Regions from separate parts of the Zea mays genome. Here region 2 is linked to region 1. A link is a contact called in public Hi-C data. All regions are on one chromosome and are shown on one strand. Each heading gives the region's core, a stretch centred on a gene start, on an enhancer-like site or on the middle of the called end of the contact. The rest is flanking DNA. Distances are from core to core; before and after follow the strand shown. Region 1 has its middle 50 kb from the start of LOC118473520. Region 2 has its middle 89 kb from the start of LOC109943210.

Region 1 (3,744 bases), core at 836-3,335:
GAATGAGGAAGTGGAGAGCTTAGGCTAAATTCCCTTGGTTGTTTGACCCTCCTCTTTTATAGTTCTAGGTTGGGGTTCTTACATAGGGACTTGTCATCCGAAGGAGGGTGTGACCTATTATCTACGATAGTCTTGCTGATGTAGCTCTCCTGACGTCGTCTTCTGGTTCGTGCGTGCTCGTACGCCTAGTATGGCAGATCGCACCATCTACCCCATATGCGGGTCACTGTAGTGACTCCGGTGTTGTGATGCCCTAGAGAAACACATGGTGGAACCCATGCCCCGGAGTCGAAGGATACTGAGGGTCATACGTGGTGATGCCCCGTCCCGTTGTCAGAGACTCTCCATCATCCCTCCATCGTGTTGTGGCGTCATCCGAGACGGTGTGCGTGCGTGCGTGCGTGCGTGCGTGCGTGCGTGCGTGCGTGCGTGCGTGTGTGTGTGTGTGTGTGTGTGTGTGTGTGTGTGTGTGTGTGTGGCGATGTGCCTCACTGTGGCTGGCGTCGGGTAATAGTACATGGTTTGCCTCCACGTCAACCGGCTACGAGTGTGCTCCTGCCGTGTGTGTGTGTTATGGTGGCATGGCACCAAGGCCCACTTGTATTTCAACTTTCATCGTGGGCTTCTTGCTTCTCCACCTCACAGAGTTGGGACCTAGTTGTCCGATCCGCCTCGCAGAGTTGCTCGGCGGGAGCTGGTCGTCCCATCCGCCTCGCAGAGTTGCTTGGCGAGACCTACTCGGCCCGTCCGCCTTACAGAGTTGCTCAGTGCGACCTGGTGGGCCCGTCTGTCTCGCAAAGTTGCTCGGTTGGGACCTGGTCGGTCTGTCCGCCTCATAGAGTTGCTCGGTCGAGACCTGGTCGGCTCGTCTGCCTCGCAGAGTTAGTCGATTGGGATCTGGTTGGCCCATCCGTCACACAGAGTTGCTCGGTGGGACCTGGTTGTCCAAGACGAGCCCTCATGAGTTATGAGCTTACTTTGGGTACCACGTTCTTGGGTATACGCCAATGTGTTTGAATGTATGTGATGTGGATGAATATATACATATATATTGTGAATGGATGTGTGTGTCTATATATATATATATATATATATATATATATATATATATATATATATATATATATATATATATATATATATATATATATATATATATATATATATATATATATATATATATATATATATATATATATATATATATATATAATAGATGGATATAAATGGTTAAATTGCAAAACTTTTATGTGTTGGTAACACTAATTCATGTTGACTTTGGTTGGCCCACAAAAAGTAGACTATCTAATTTCATCAGCATTTGATAATCGTCAGAAACTAGCTAGGCTAATTTTCATCGGTCACTCCAAACCCTAATTTCGATGTCAGGCTAACGAAATCTAGTTAATTTTAGCTAGGCTAATTTCCATCGCCCATTTTGAGCCCTAATTTCTGGGGTCATACTAGACTAACGAAACCTAGTTAATTTTTCACGAGCCTCATTTGATCGATGAAAATTTCATGAGCAACCCACAAAAATTAGCTAATTTTTGTTGTTTTATTTGCAAGAGTTGATTGACGACGAAAACTAGCTAATTTTATAAGCAAGCCTTAATTTTTATAGGGCCCTTGGCCGACGAAAATTAGAAAAATTTCTATTGTCATATATTAAAACTATTTACGTTCAAATTGCTATTATAATATAATTACATGATACTTTTTTCATGAACCCGAGGGTTTAAATTTTATATTCTCATTAAATTAAAAGTATGCTTTTTGTCTTTGTAAAATGCATTAGTCATGAAGTCAGCACTTCTACTAAAGAAAGACTTCAGACACATGCATGCCGCATGTACTTGTCCGCTAGTTTATAAATGTGAATAAACTATTTTGATGAAATTTGCTATATCGATCATTCAGCCATATCTCTTTTTTTCTCTCCGGCATAAATCTGATAAAAAGATGTGTAGGTGTGTGGTGTTCTCATGGGCTGAAATTAGTTTCCCAACGAGGGTATAGGCTTTTGCAGCCCATTAGACAGAAGGAGGCACCTGGAGTTCTTTTATGGACAGGCCCAAAGTGAAGTTTGAAACTCAACGAAGCAGAACATCACACAAGGGAAGCGACCCATAGTGGCCCAATGGCAATGGTTATCTACAAGTGATTCTGAACTTCTGAAATGCGCAACGCGAGGCCATGGGAGCAGCTGCACAGCTTCGATTCAACCTGCTTTGGGCTGAAAATTTATCTGACAATCGATTTAAAAAGGTGACAATCGCATTAAAAATAAAGGTGTCCTAGAGACGTCCAAGTGTGACTTTAACTGATTTCCTTTTTTTTGCTAATCTTACCAATTTGGTGACAAAAAAAGAATGATGTTAAAAATAACTAGTCGATTACTCGTGCGTTGCAACGGCTCACAACAATACCCACGTAAATTATCCACCAAAAAGATCTTTAAATTTTTTTATTGATTGTCTCCGCTCTTAGCATAATATTTTATTATTTTTTATGAACGCACGGATACCATAGGCAGCAAATCAGAGCCTCCATCCCTCGTCTCCTCCACTTACAAGGTTTCGTAGAGCAGGAGGGGAAGGGGAGAGACGGACATACATGTTCATTGCTGGAGAAGGACACGACGAAGACCTGGGCATCTGGAGGCGATATAGTTAGTATACCGCTAGATATATAGGGAGAGAGCACACAAGCGGAGAAAGAAGCCCAGCCGAGCAGCTTCAAACCAAGAGGCACCCGCACCAGGCGTCAATCTGAGAAGAGCGAGAGAATGCGAGTGTCTTCCTAGTCTTGGACCCGCCGAAGCGACACAACACCATCACCAACTCCCTAGCATATGTCGACTGCTGCCACGCTATGGGCCTTGGTTGTTCAATATCTCAGACCTGGACTCCTCATCACCAAGATAATCTAAGCGTGGCAGGCGCCACCATGTCCTACTCGACGGCATGCACGGAGAAAGGCCAGGAGCATGACCGACTCGCCCCGTACCCGCGTCGACGAGCGTCGGTCGGCTCGCGGCTGCGACCGTGGGCGGGGGCAGCAAGTTGAGGAAGAAGAACAGGGCGATGGCCGAGAAGACAAACGGGACGTCCGACAACGGCGAAAACGATGGTGCGTGCATGATGTGAAATGTCCTCGTGGACGTGCAATAGCCACTGCGCGAGTTGGTGTCGGACGAATACAGGAAGGAGGTGCATGCTCCTACGCCCTCTACCAAGAATGGGGTGGCGCAGAGGTGGAGGCATGAGGGGAGAGAAAAGAAGTAGAATGGCGAACGAGGTGGTGGCAAGTGAGGCGAGGACCATTATTATCGTGTGGAGGTATAGATGGACAAATGGGCCGTGTCTGGCGTGACGACCCGAGCCACGACCCATTTAATAGTGACTGGGCCAACCAGACACGAGCGTCGTGCGGTGCTTGGGCCGTAGCCTCGGCCCGTAGTGCTGGCTCGGCCCGACACGATTATTTTTTTATTTTACAAAAAATCATATATAATATATGTATAATTTATATTCAATATTATAAACACCTGAACATGATGTTCTACTGGTTAGACAGCTTCGTCCAATGTCTTCCACCCTTCTTCCATCAGGGTGTGGGTTCAAACCCCACCTTCTACACAGCTTTTTAACATCTTACGTTGAGTTGATTTGGAAGAAATGTAGGGACTTTTTTGTAAAAAGATAACATGGGATGACCGTTGAAACTGGTGCTTTAAGTATA
Region 2 (3,744 bases), core at 934-3,433, 300 kb after region 1:
ACCTATCTTTGTCTCGAAGACCTGAGACGACTATGCACGTGTACCAGACAACTTAACAGGATTTGTTGGGGTCCCTTAGAATCCTAAATCATCTACATTAAACTTTTGAATATGATACCATTTTGCAGACATTACAGGAATTCAACATTTCATACAACATAGATCGGTGTAAAACGCAAATATTACAATAAATTAATTTAAATTCATAAGTTTAAAACTTACGATATAAGAGTATTTATTATTACATCCCCTGGTTTGAAGTGCGATAGAGTATATTATAGACCTAGAAGGTAGGTACCTTCTTGACGGTACTAACATCTATTTTTCTTCATCATTAGTGAGGATGATCCTCATTCAACAAAAGCATATGGATTCTATCACTTCTCCTTAAATGGGGTATAAAGAACCCTAAGTACATAAGTACTACACAAGACTTACCCGACTAAAGTAAAAGATTCCAAGGGCATGTAGGCTCGGGGATTCAAGGTAAGGCTAAGCAAGAATCAAGGACTCTTTTGCATAAAAGCTTACTAATAGTGAATCCTTAATCCATCTTTTAACTTACCAAATTAAGTATTTCCTAAATCGAGGCTGACCTATTCTAAAGCAAACACTTGTTAAACCACCATCTTCTTTATACCAAATCTCATAAAGTGATCAAATCTCCATGTTCGAAAAGCAATGGCGATCTGAATCGATTGATATCTAGCTAGGGATCTCCAACCACATGACATATGTAGCACTTAACCCTTGCATATGTCAACCCGACCTTCGGATCTTCCAAGACCAAAACAGGACTCGTGCCACCCGAGAGCACAGTACTCCATCGCCCTACCACAATCCACTAGGGTGGGTACACACTACTCTCGCCATCTCTCCACTCCCAGTTCATGGTAGTTGTTCTCGTATTGGAATAATCAGGATAAGGCTTGCCCTTACTAGGGCATGTGGCTAGTTAAAAAGTTCTTAAGCATGCAGGCCTACAACGGAACGACTCTTAATCGATGGAGACAAAAACACTACATAGAGACTATATTCCCAATGCAAGATAACTGCCCGTTCTCATCTTAATAAACTTTACCATAGTTCTTTCACAAGTAACCATAATCAGTAGTAACATATGTTTCAAAAACCCTAATCCATTAAGCAGGGCTAAGCATCAATAACTTTTAAGTAAAAACATGTATCAAGGATGATTTTCAATTTAATCATGGTGGGTAATGCAACAACTTGGTTAATCACACAACTCCTATTACTTAATGCAACATAGTATTAATAAGGTGATGTAAAATTTGTAAACAACAAGGAAACATTTAAATGCACCGGGGCTTGCCTTGATTAGGAGGAGATTCAGGTTCTTTAGTGAGAATATCACAAGTAGCTGTCACCCCAGCGGCTAAAAACTCTTGTTCAGGTGCAGACTCCTCAAACATTACTTCACCTTTGTGCTCTATTTGTAATAATAATGAATTCTTATAAAATGTTTATGGTGATGCATAACTTTGAATAAATGATGGCTAATAAAATTTCGTGTCTTGAGTACAACTTCCCTTCACAATATAGTTGGAAGCCAACAAGACCAACTATATTCAACTTTCTACAAGATTAGAATGTTATCAAACATCTTGCCATGGGTTACTTAAAGTATAAGAGACCCATGGTCTTCCTACAATCCCAAAATACATCAACCAATTGGTTATTCACTATTTAACTTCTAACTTTTTATTTTATTAAAGGAAAAAGACATTTGACTTGAGTAATAATTGATTAAGCTTCTAAACATGTTCTGACTTCTACAAAAATTGTTTATCGGAGCATCACTGGTTAACAGAAATTATCCTAAAAATGTTCATAATTTTGGATATATTGTTTAACCACTAAAAATCCTCTAATTCTATTTAGTTTGCTTTAATTAAAACCTATACATAAAACTTATTGCTAAAATACCCTAATTATTTTTAACGGGAAGAATACATTTTTATGAACCCAGAAAAAATTATTTCATCATTTTTTCATACTTTTACAATTTGTAGCATTATTATCAAAACAAAGAATATTAGTAAAATAATCAGAATTTCATTAACTGAAATTGGATCAAAACTGAATGGCGGCCTAGAGCTGTGCACTATGCACACGCCCCACGTGGCCCACGACTGCGCCGACAACTTTGAGTAAACGTCCTTGTGAAATAATCAAACTGAAAAGGAATCCTAAGCACTATTTACTGAGTCACATGATTTCACATAAACCCCCTGTCTCTATTCTAATTCTCGAACACAAGTCCTTGCGCTCGGCCACGAACTCCGGTGAACTGGCAAACGCGGGCAGGGCGCATAAGGGCTCGGAAGGACCACACACTCTCAGAGAAGATGGTCTACAACATCACACATCTATTGGAACAACAAATTGAGCTCGATCGGGAGGCTCTCTAGAGAGCTCACCATAGACTCCGGCAGCTCCTGGCCCAGTGAGGGAGTGTTCCGGTGAACACCGTATGGTAGAGCTAGAATTGAGCGCTCGGGAGGCATCAGGAACTCACGGGGAAACGATTTTGTGCGCTGGTTCAGCTGGAGAAGCTCGAAGATAACGGGTCGACGTAGAACCGAGATGCGGCGGTGATCTCCGGTGGCGCGACGACGTTCCAACGTAACCACTGTGGTAGAGTTCAATCAACAATGTGTATAAGCAATAGGAGGTGTTAAGGAGCTAAGAACAATGAACAGGATGTAGAGAAAAGAATCACGGTCGCCTGTCCACGGGAGACCTGCCCACGGCGGTGCTCTGCCCGACCGTGAAGACGACGACGACGTCGGGAGCTCTGGTGGATGAAACAAGACGAGGATTGGTTTGTCTGATGCGCAAAGAATAGACAGAACGAGTGCACACTCCAATTTATAGAGAGAAACAAGGAGGTTGGCTAATTTTGGCCAGAAAGAGAGACGACGCCGTCGGCCCTAGAAGATCCCCGAAGCCGAGCATGGCATCTCTGTTAACCCAAACGTAAGCACTCATGTAATTCGACACCTTCACTGCGGCGTATTCCAGTAAAGCAGCTACGTGCCAATGTAGAGACGCGAGAAGAACGGCCCATTTGAGTGGCTCGTTCGGTTGAAATTCTGAAGTGGCTGTTGGTTTTTAGTCCTACATTGCTGGTTTAAGTGGTACAGACCAATTTATATAGTTACGATCGTTCTTATGTTTAAATAGATAAAGTAATATGAGAGGAAAAGAGCATGGTCTATTTCGCGTGTGCGCAACCGTGGCGTGTCATTTGAGTGGCTTCGTTAATTTGTTTTTTTACTGTCCGTTGAGATTTTAATATAGATTTTACTGCCATTAACTTAGTTAATTAGCCTGTTGTCAATTTATGGGTGTATTATGGAAAAACGGTTCCTTGAGAGCAGCCACGTCTATTTTAAGACACTGAATGCGTTCGGGTTGTGATATACGAAAATCCTATTCCATTTCTTCTTCTTCTTCGTGCTTGGAAAGTTGTGCTGTGGCGATTGAGTTGTTGTATCTCACCAACCCTTTTTCTTGGCGTGCAGTAAGGAGGAGAGCGAGTGATATCTTTGAACCCTTGTCGTTATGAAGCTTGCACGAGGGGCGGCAATAAAGTTTTTGGGCAGCGCAACTGTGCGACCGCTCGAAACCATTTGACGATGATCTTCGCTGCCTAACGGACGAATCGACGCGTCTATATTATCGACCTGCTTCGTCTACTTTTGTGCTTGATCAACCTAA

The links. Hi-C and Micro-C count contacts between places; a contact is called where the count stands out from the background.
Region 2: a contact with region 1 is called in a Hi-C map of tassel, with 2.6 times the contacts expected there. The contact joins two enhancer-like sites. A contact is called at or near these places in 3 of 25 Hi-C or Micro-C datasets (ear, leaf and tassel).

What each region holds. Positions count from the first base shown.
Region 1 is chr10:104,894,501-104,898,244 of Zm-B73-REFERENCE-NAM-5.0, forward strand. No RefSeq gene overlaps it. Among protein-coding and RNA genes, the nearest start is that of LOC118473520, 50 kb to the right of the region's middle. Within about 2 kb of position 2,086, at least 15 of the 20 cell types and tissues checked have an H3K27ac peak or open chromatin away from gene starts, as enhancers often do. A contact at or near this core is called in ear, leaf and tassel, where this site is marked.
Region 2 is chr10:105,190,223-105,193,966 of Zm-B73-REFERENCE-NAM-5.0, forward strand. No RefSeq gene overlaps it. Among protein-coding and RNA genes, the nearest start is that of LOC109943210, 89 kb to the right of the region's middle. Within about 2 kb of position 2,184, at least 16 of the 20 cell types and tissues checked have an H3K27ac peak or open chromatin away from gene starts, as enhancers often do. A contact at or near this core is called in ear, leaf and tassel, where this site is marked.